Linked DNA regions of Sus scrofa: region 1 is linked to region 2. Evidence: chromatin contacts called from public Hi-C data. All regions are on one chromosome and are shown on one strand. The core of a region is the stretch at or near the end of the contact, and the rest is flanking DNA. Distances in the headings are between cores, read along the strand shown.

Region 1 (4,423 bases), core at 1,785-4,284, 34 kb after region 2:
TATATGCACTTAGTCAAAGTTTTAAAGGTACAATGGGGTAAAAGGCTCTCTCCCATCCCTGCCACCTAACCACTCAAGTTCCCTCCATAGAGGTAACCGATATTATCATTCCTGGGAAATAGACATACACACATTGTCACCCTATACAATACTTTATACAATGTCTTTCACCCTGCCTTTTTCACCAAGAATCTATCTTGGAGGAAATTTTATATCAGTATCCAAAGAGCCCCCTCATTTTTTTTTAGTGCACAGTCTTCCACTGAATGAATGTACCATCACTTTTTTAATTAGTCTCCAACTAACAGATACACTTCCAAACTCTGACTATTATACAATGTTCCATGTACCTAAGTCACTTTGCACACAACCAAGTATATTTTTAGGATGAGTTCTTAGTAGTATAACTGCTAATGGGAAAAAAAATCACTATATTAAAAAAAGTATAACTGCTGGATCAAAGGTATGTGCATTTTTAATTTTGATAAATATTGATATATCACCAAATTGTCTCCCTTAGAGCTTGTATGAGAGCCTCACTGGGTAGTGGCAAAGTTCTGGATTTTGCCTATCTGATTATGAAAAAGGATTATGTCAGAGGAGTTTTAAATTACATTTTCCTTACACTGAGTGAAGCTGAGCATCATTTCATTTGACTTCCTTTTCTGTATTATTGGTATAGCCACTGCTCCTTTTTCTATTGGGTTTACTTGAAGGAGCACTTTACATTTTGGGAAAATGAGCCTTTTCTGTGGTACAAGTTGTAGATATTTTCTGCCAAATTCGAGTACATCTTTTGACTTTCACTATGAGCTGCCACTCAGAAGCTTGAGCAAGTTAAACTCTCTAACTCAATTCATCAGCAAACTGGTAATATTAATTGTACCTGACTCACAAGAGTGTTGTAATTAAAAGAATGAATATATGGAAAGGGCTTAGAAAATATGCGGGACATGTCAAGGATTATAAAAGTATTGGGTGTTTTTTTAATGTAGTCAAATTTAATGCTGGCTCATTTTAGATGCCATTTCAAACGAAAATTTGTCTTGGTTTCAAATTCTGGAGATGAAATTTTAAAAAGGAATTATTTTTACTTTTGATAATAATATTCACTATTTACACACCAAACCATCCACATAAAAAAGGGTGGAATGCAGACCGAGCAGTGAGGTCCTTTACTGTCACTGCATTAACTCCTCACAACAACCCTTCAATGGGTATTATTATCCTCATTTTACCTAAGAGGAAACTGAGGTGCAAAGAGGCCAAAAATACTTGCCCTAGGCCCAGCTTCCTTTGTGCATTGATTTGCAAATATTCTTAAATCTTTTTTCTTGGTGTGCCTCCTACGGGCCCCAAGGCATATCCTGTGCCTACACCCCAGTTCCCCCAGTGAATATTCAAGAAAGTGTGCAGGTAGGCGGTTTGCCACTCATTCATTCAGCACCACCAAGCCAACTCCTTCTGACTTCCTCTAGCTCTTCAGCAAGGAATCCCAACTGACTCCTCCCACAGAGTTCCTCAGGTCTCCCAGATGGTCCCCAGCTCTGAAAAAAGTCTGGCCCCTCTTTTCCATTCCAGCTGCCACCACTCTGGTTCAGCCCTATCTTTCACAGGGACTGAGGCTGCAATATGCTTCTAAGAAGGCTCAGCTGACTTCCCCAATCTTTCCAGAGTCTTCTCCAGAGCTGCCCAGGTGATTGCCACAAAGCAAAGCTCTAGTCTTATCACTCCCCAACTCTCAAACCTTCAGAGGCTCCCCTCTGCGAGCTCCTTACCCTTGACATTTGACCCAACTTTTCTGCCTGTTTTGCTTCCAAGACTCCCCTCCGGTGCAGTCAAAACGAACGCCTCACTATTCCTTCAACAAGCGTCCAGTCAGCTTGTTTAGCTTAGAATTTCTCTGCTTTCTCTTCCAGGCAGCTCAAGCTTCATGAAACTGTCCTTTATTCTGGCTGTCCTGGCTTCTCATCATCTCTTCCCATTCCACACCCTTTTTTATATAAAATTCTTGAGAGGCGACATTCTACCTTCCTTGTTATTGAATGAAATGCTTTCACACATGGGTACAACTGATAAACCCCACAACCTATTTTCTGATGGATCCCGCCACTCACAGGGGCCTGGGTTAACAGGGCACAAGGTGTGCCAGGCCGGCTCCTGGCGACAACCAAGCCTGGCCCATTTGAACGCAGCTTTCCTCACAAAACTGTCACTTCCCGTCAAATGCCCACCACAGGCTTCCATTTTCCTTTCGGATCTGACCGCTGTCAGCGATTCCGAGAACGAGCACACGCAGAGACCCTTCTGGAAATATTCGTCGTATGAACAAACTGCGCTAGAGAGAATATCACAACGTTTGATCGACTTTCCTTGTTTCAACAGAAGAAATCAAGGCCCAGAAAGGGAAAAGACTCGCCCTAGGTCACAGCAAGAAGGAAACAGAACTAGACCCAGAACCAAGATCTCCTGACTGAAATTCAGGGCACGCTCCTCTGCACCTTGAAGCCACGCAGATCAAGGGTCAGCAGCCTCAGCGACCAGAGGTCATGAACACACACGTCAACACCTGTTCCTTTTTCTCTCACTCACCTCAGAGCCTCCTTCGCCCTCTCCAAAATCCTTCCTCCTCCCTAAGTCTCAGGTTTATAGACAGTGGTCCAGAGCGGCAAGAGGACTTTCCTGAGCTGGATCAACCGGCTTGGACAGAGAAAATACCCGGTGCTGGGCGAGGTACCCACCGCTTCGGAAGAGGCAGCCTCAGAGCGCCCTAGGTTTGAACTCAAGGCTCCCGCGCCCGCGGGTCGGACCCGGCCCCAAAGCACGCCCGGCCCCGCCCCAAACGCGCGAGGTCCCGCCCCAAACGTGCATGGCCCCGCCCCAAAAGCGCCGAGCCCAGTCACGCCTGCCGCCGATTCTCAGCTTCCCAGCCAGGTCTGGGGCGGAGCCGAGGCCTCAATCCCCGCCCCCTCCCTGAGATCCATCCTATTGCCATAGACAGTCAGAAGACGTGTCCAATGAGAAGGAAGGGGCGGCCGCCAAGGCCCTATCCGCTGCGACAACATGAAAACCGACGCAACTAACTGGCGGACGCTACGCCTCGGTCTTTCCGGGTCCTTGCACGCTTAGTCCCCACTTCTGCTGATCCTGGGCCCGAGGGAGAGCCGGAAGGGACCCTCTGATCAAGTAAGTCTGAGCTGACTGGAGTGATCGTTGGCGTTGGTCCGGGGCCAGCTGCTGCTCCCGCGACAGAATTCGGGAGGGATAGGGCGTGGGGGGAAGGCCCGAGAAAGGGGCGGGGAGGAGCAGAGCACGTGGAACGCCGGCCTGACCGTGGCGTGGGTGGGGGGCTGGGCCGGCGAGCTCCCGCCGGGTGGGATTGGTGCGCGCGTGGAGCTCGCTTGCCTTGTGGGAGGGGAACTCTGAGTGTCGCCGCTGGAGTCTGACGTGAAGGAGCGTTTTTCTAAATCCTGAAGTCAACGTGCCACCCAACAACCTGTCAGTGGCTGGGCTGCGGGCGCTTGTTGGCGGTTTACCTGAAAGTTCAGGTTGAGAACTTTTTCAGGCAGGTCAGTATAGCAGCGAACATGGGCGCCTGAGTGCTGGGCTCTGCTGACCGCTTTACAAGCACTAAGCTTTCTATACACCAGCTCTGTGAGGTGGGTGGAAGTACCTTAGACTAAAGAGCCCTAGAGAGGTTGTCACTTATCCGAGGTAACTCACGAACTAATGAGCGGTGGAGCCGCCGGATGAACCCAAGCTTCCCGATTTCACCTCCGCACCGAGCCGCGCTGGTGATCAAGTCTCCCCTTCCATTTTGGCGTTCGCGGTGTCTGGGAAGCCTCCAGTTGACCTCAGAAAACATGACACCCCCTTCCCCTGGACAGGCATGGGACCGTCCCTAGCCCTTTGTCCTGTGCATCAGACAGCAAGAAGGAAAAAAAATGGAGATGACAACTAATAGGAGGAATCAAAATTCCAAAGCCCCAAACTCTAGTTTTAAGTAGCTGGAAATTGTAGTTGAGGTGGTATGTGTGGGTGATGAAGCCCCGAGGCCAGACCAGCAGGGGTGGAATTCCTTTCCCATCAAATACTATGTCTTTCTGGGTCCGGTGCCTAGTCCTCCAATCCTCACTTGTAAGGTAGAGTTTAGAAGTATCAACTCAGGGTGGGCCTAGCAAGCCCCCTGTAAGGGGCCGTTTTATGTTGGGTTTTCCAAATCAGTGGCGTTGGCATTTTCCACGCTACAGTCCAGTAGTGTCTTAATTCATCTGCTGCTAGATATTTAGGATGTTTCTCACTTAGAAATATTACAGAACTGCTGTAGTAAAAATCGGTTTTGTTTTTGAGATATAATTCACATGTGCCAGGAGTTCCCATCGTGGCCCATCGTTAGCGAACCCGACTGGTATCCATGAGGATG
Region 2 (4,589 bases), core at 1,487-3,986:
GTTTCATTGTCAGGAGGGACACGTGAGGATAAAAACATAGCTCTCCAAACCTTTCTCCCTGCTCCCCTCCTCCCAGCACCGCCATCTATCCCTTCGGCCTGAAGTGTCTCTGCGCTTTGTTCTAATTTATCCCATGCATAATTTATTCATGTGTGTATTGTTTCCTGATAAGCAACTTTTAAAAACAAATGAAATATACAAGATGATCTATTAAACAAAGTGTTTTTAAAAATAAAGGCCGATGATGTAGATCTCCCGGTAACAACGTGCGTGCCCCTGCGCTAGAACTTTAAAAGCCGTCCAAGGCACAGAAGGCTGGGCTGGTAGGGGTATTGTTTATACCTCCTTATCCCCAGGGAAAGGGGTCAAGATGCAAAAAGGAGCAGCTAATTATAAATGACCACTCAACTCCCACCTAGAAAAAGCAGGCTGGATGTCAAGGGTATGCTAAGATGTAGGTGTGTGTGACGACACAAAATTACAAATACATGGCATTGCAACTGTTTCTAATTATACAAAGTACAAGTGTAATAATTCAGAACTAATTCCAATAACCAGCCTGCTTCTCTCTCCCTTCCCCCACTTCTAACCCCACCCTATACAGATACCCTCCCCAAACATGTAGTCTTCTGCTGTCCAAAAACAAAAAACAAAAAACCGGAGCCGGTAGTAAAGAGCTAAAGAGCGTAGAGATATTGCCCCCGCCAGCGTATAAACGGGCCCAGGGGTAACTAGGGTACTGCTTTCCCAAAAGGAAACAAACCTGGCACACATGTGAAATAGATCCTCTAACTTGAGTTTACCAGGTGGCATCAGCTCGGCTACGCGATTTGGGCTGGAAATGTGAAAACTGCAAATCAGCTGTGGGTTCGGTAAAAACTCACAGCATCAGCGGTGTAGCAGCGCGAGGGACCGGGAGAGAGGATGCGGTGAAGTTACGCCCATTTATTCTGCCATAAAACATTTTCTATCTTGGGTGAAACGCTGTAGCGTTCAAGTGTAGTGTATCAGAGCTTCCAAGCGAGAACTGAAGCCGAGAGCTGCTCTCTAATCAGCCTCAGCTCCCAATGTCCTCTTAGGGTTAATACATATTTATACATTTAAAACTCCAAGATCTGGGACATTCCTAACCTTTTCTCCTACTACCGATAGGAGATAAGCTGGTGCAAACACGTCCCATTCTCCCCGCGAGTTCCTTCGTGTTAAGAACTCCCCTGCCGCCCCCCTCCCCCAGTGCGAACGTGGCTTTCAACTCCAAGAGGAGCCTCGGGTGCGAACGTGGATGCGCTGAGTTGAAAGAACCTAGGTGGGCATCCTCCAGGCACTGGCGAGAGAATTCGCCATGAAATGCCCTCCCCCGCACCTCCCCCTCCCCTTGCCCGCGGCTTCCAGCCTAGCTGCGAAGTCATAATCCCAGGGGTGCAAGCCCCCACCCACGTCGCGCTGCGATCCGGAGGGAGTGCCCCTCTGCCAACATTACTGCCAAGAGCACCCCTTTTAGAGCGACGCTAGTTTTCCGAAGCCACCCCCGGCTCCGCGATCGCTAGCGGACTTGGCGGCTTAACAGTTCCACGGATTGGAAGGAAGGAAGGAAGCCAGGATAAAAAGGAGGGGGAAGGAAGGCGGGCAGGAATTGGCTGTCGGACCTGGGGACTGGCCCCCGCGTGTCCTCGCCCAGCCCGCCCCCCCTCCGTCCCGGATCTGGGCGTCCGTTCAAAGTCTCCCGGCTGTGGCCAGAGGCACCTGCCCCTAGCTCTGGCCGAGAGCAGACGCTACCCGCTCGGGCGGGGAGCCCCAGGCTGCCTCTCGCCAGCCTCGACTATTCACCCAGAGGAGGCAAGAACACCATTCATAAGACCTGCAGCTTCCCAGTCTCCAAATCAACCCCAAGTTAACCCGAGTCGTTAATTTATTACAGGCAGTTCCCCACAAACAACACCCGGAGACACACCGGCGACCGCCCGAAGCGCAGTCAAGCTCTGGGGGCTGCCCCGTCAGGAAAGCCCCGGGCAACCACCTGGGCCCCAGGGCTCCCGGGACCCGGTGCTCCCCCTGCGGTCCTCCCAACTCCGGAAGGTTTGCACAAACTCCCCGCAAGCGATCAGAAGGCGGAGAGCGCCCTGAAAACTCCGGAGCTGCAGCGGTCCGCTCACCCCCGCCGACCTAGCATCGGGGCGGGGGCTGCGGGCTCCAGAAGCACCGGGCTCAGCCAAGTGCACCCAGGCGGCCCCAGCCTGGCTCTCGCCCCCAGCTGAGCCGCCCCCCGCGCCGCGCTCACCGCCCGGAGAAGCTGGGCACTCTGGGGACCGTGCTGTCCCTGAGCTGCCCAGGATCCCCTCGCTGTAGAGCACTCGAGCGCCTGGCTCCCCTGCCAGTAACCCCTCTCCCTCAGTCCGCCAATTTAGAAGAACACAAATGTACCAATTTTCCTCTTCTTAATTGCCTCTCCTGACATTTCTGCGCGCCCGGGTTAAAAAAAAAAAAAAAATGAAGAAGTAAGAGCTGAAAGAAAAGAGAGAAGCCCCACCGCGGCTGTAGGCGCCTGCAAGCGCAGTGCATTGGCAGCGCTCGGCACGCAGAAGGCGCCTTTTTTTTCATATTGAAACCACGAGGAAAATGTACATTTTTTAGTCTTACTTACGCTTTCAGGGGGTTGTGAATGACAGTCGCCATTTTGCTACAATGTAACAGAATATTGTCTGTCTCAGAGTTCTAAAGGTTCGCTCAGGGGAAGCGGCGAGCCAATCAGAGCACGGGATACCGGCCCGCTGGCCAATCGGCGCGGCTGGTCGCCAGGTGGGCGGGGCCTGCACGGTGGTAGTTATTAGGGGAGCTGTCAAAGCCCAGAGGTCACTCCCTTTTGTAGAGCCCGAGAGCAAGCAGGTCTTAAAGGGGCAGTACCGCGCGTAGAGCTCCTTTTCGGATGAGGGAAAGTGGAGACGCACGAGAGTATTCTAGTTTGGTTTGAATCCTTACTTTCTAAACAACTGCAGAGAGTTGCGCTCCTGGACAGAAATATTTAAGTCCTGGACAGAAAATATTTAAGTATTGCAAGCAAACCGTTGAACCCTATTCATTAGCTTTTGGCTTTACTGTTACGTTTTTAATCCCCCAAAGGACAATTCCCCTCGTTCCAGTGCAAAAATTGGAAGGGTGCCGTTTCGTCTAATTACTACACGTGTCCTGCCGCTTACTAATGCTCTGGGTCCTGCGGCTTTTTAATATTCTCATTCCTGAAGTGTTGTCTTTATCTCGGCCACCTTCCTCTGATTTCTTGGAACTGGTGCCGCCGTTCCTGGCGACTCCAGGACAGCAACTCCCCTCCCCCTGGAATGTCTCAATGTCAGGCTCGTTCCCTCCAGCAGCCAGGCTTTCCTTACTTAATACGCGGTGGTCACTCAGGCAATTGCCCACTGCCACCTCCTCTGTCCTCGCACAAACCAGAAACTTCGGAAATTAAATGGTCAGAGAGCTGGAGAGCCAACTGGGGCCTGGCGCTCTGACCTTTAGGCTTAGGGGAGGGGTGGTTTAAGAGAACTTTTGCAAACGCTTTCTGCTCTTCGGAAAGAGTAACGAGACAAAGTTGTGGAACCTAGATGGGTGTTGCCAGAGTCCCTTTCGGGGAGTAGCATACGCGATTCCGGCGTCACCTTTCATTGATTAGATAAAAAGGTGAAAAGAATTTGCTAATGAATAATCAGATGTGACCTGAGGCGTTCAGAGAATGTGTCTGCTTCAAGTCCGTGCGAACTCCTCACTGGCGAAGCCCTGACAAAACTGAGAGACTTCTGTGAAGCCAGGCTTCCACTGAGGAGCCAGGCAGCTCAGGGTGGATGAAATCGCACTAAATCATGAATAGGGGCCTCGTTAGCATACAGAAATCTGGCTACTATCCAAAGTTGTTTAATGAGGTCAAATAGCTAAGATAGTGGGGGAGGGGTGAAAAGGGGGGAGAGGAGATGCCAAATTGCCAGTTCTTCAAAGCTGTGCCCTCTCACTTCCTTGCTCAGCACTCCATCCAAGCAATGAATAAAATAACAAGTTTTTAAGTTCCAGAACTTTCAGAGTGCAACTGCATATACTATCAGAGTCACAGATAAACAGGACTGAATCATGTGTTGGTAAGACTTGAAATTTTTAACCCCCATTTTTGCCTAGTTAATAGCAGAGTCAAGTTCTATAGATTGTTCTGTAACTTCTTTGCACCACATCCTGAAGTTTGAAAAAGTTATCCTCTTTTCTAAAATTAAAGTTTGAAAAAAATCCCTTATTAATGTCAAGGGATTGGTTGAAAAGCTAGTACTTTGCCTGGGATGGGCCTTGTCAACATTAAAAACCGAACACTGTTTTCTGACCCAAGAGGTGTAAGCTTGAAGTATCAGTCAGAACTCCCAACAGCCTCTTGAGATATTAAAAGCATAGCAATTCAGACTGGAAGACAACAGCATGTTTTATTATATGCAGCTTGACAAATAAGCAACAAATATAGTGCCTGCCCTAAAAAAGGCTGACAATAAAAGAGGAAAAACAAATTTATATAATACATTAAAGAAAAAACACTCTAAACATGTATTGTCATTTATTGAGCT

What was found. A called contact is a pair of places that touch in the nucleus more often than the background predicts.
Region 1: a Hi-C map of skeletal muscle shows a contact between it and region 2, with 4 times the contacts expected there. The contact joins the promoter of DCAF4 here to the promoter of DPF3 in region 2. A contact is called at or near these places in 3 of 47 Hi-C or Micro-C datasets (heart right ventricle, liver and skeletal muscle).

The regions. Positions count from the first base shown.
Region 1 is chr7:96,285,726-96,290,148 of Sscrofa11.1, forward strand. It overlaps DCAF4 (DDB1- and CUL4-associated factor 4), which reads left to right and starts at 3,035. Exons shown (of 14, transcript XM_001928868.4): 1 at 3,035-3,186.
Region 2 is chr7:96,251,618-96,256,206 of Sscrofa11.1, forward strand. DPF3 (zinc finger protein DPF3) reads right to left here and starts at 2,737. Exons shown (of 11, transcript XM_021099467.1): 1 at 2,642-2,737. The coding sequence starts at 2,673. It overlaps LOC110261630 (a long non-coding RNA gene), which reads left to right and starts at 1,221. Exons shown (of 2, transcript XR_002346007.1): 1 at 1,221-1,306; 2 at 1,919-2,488.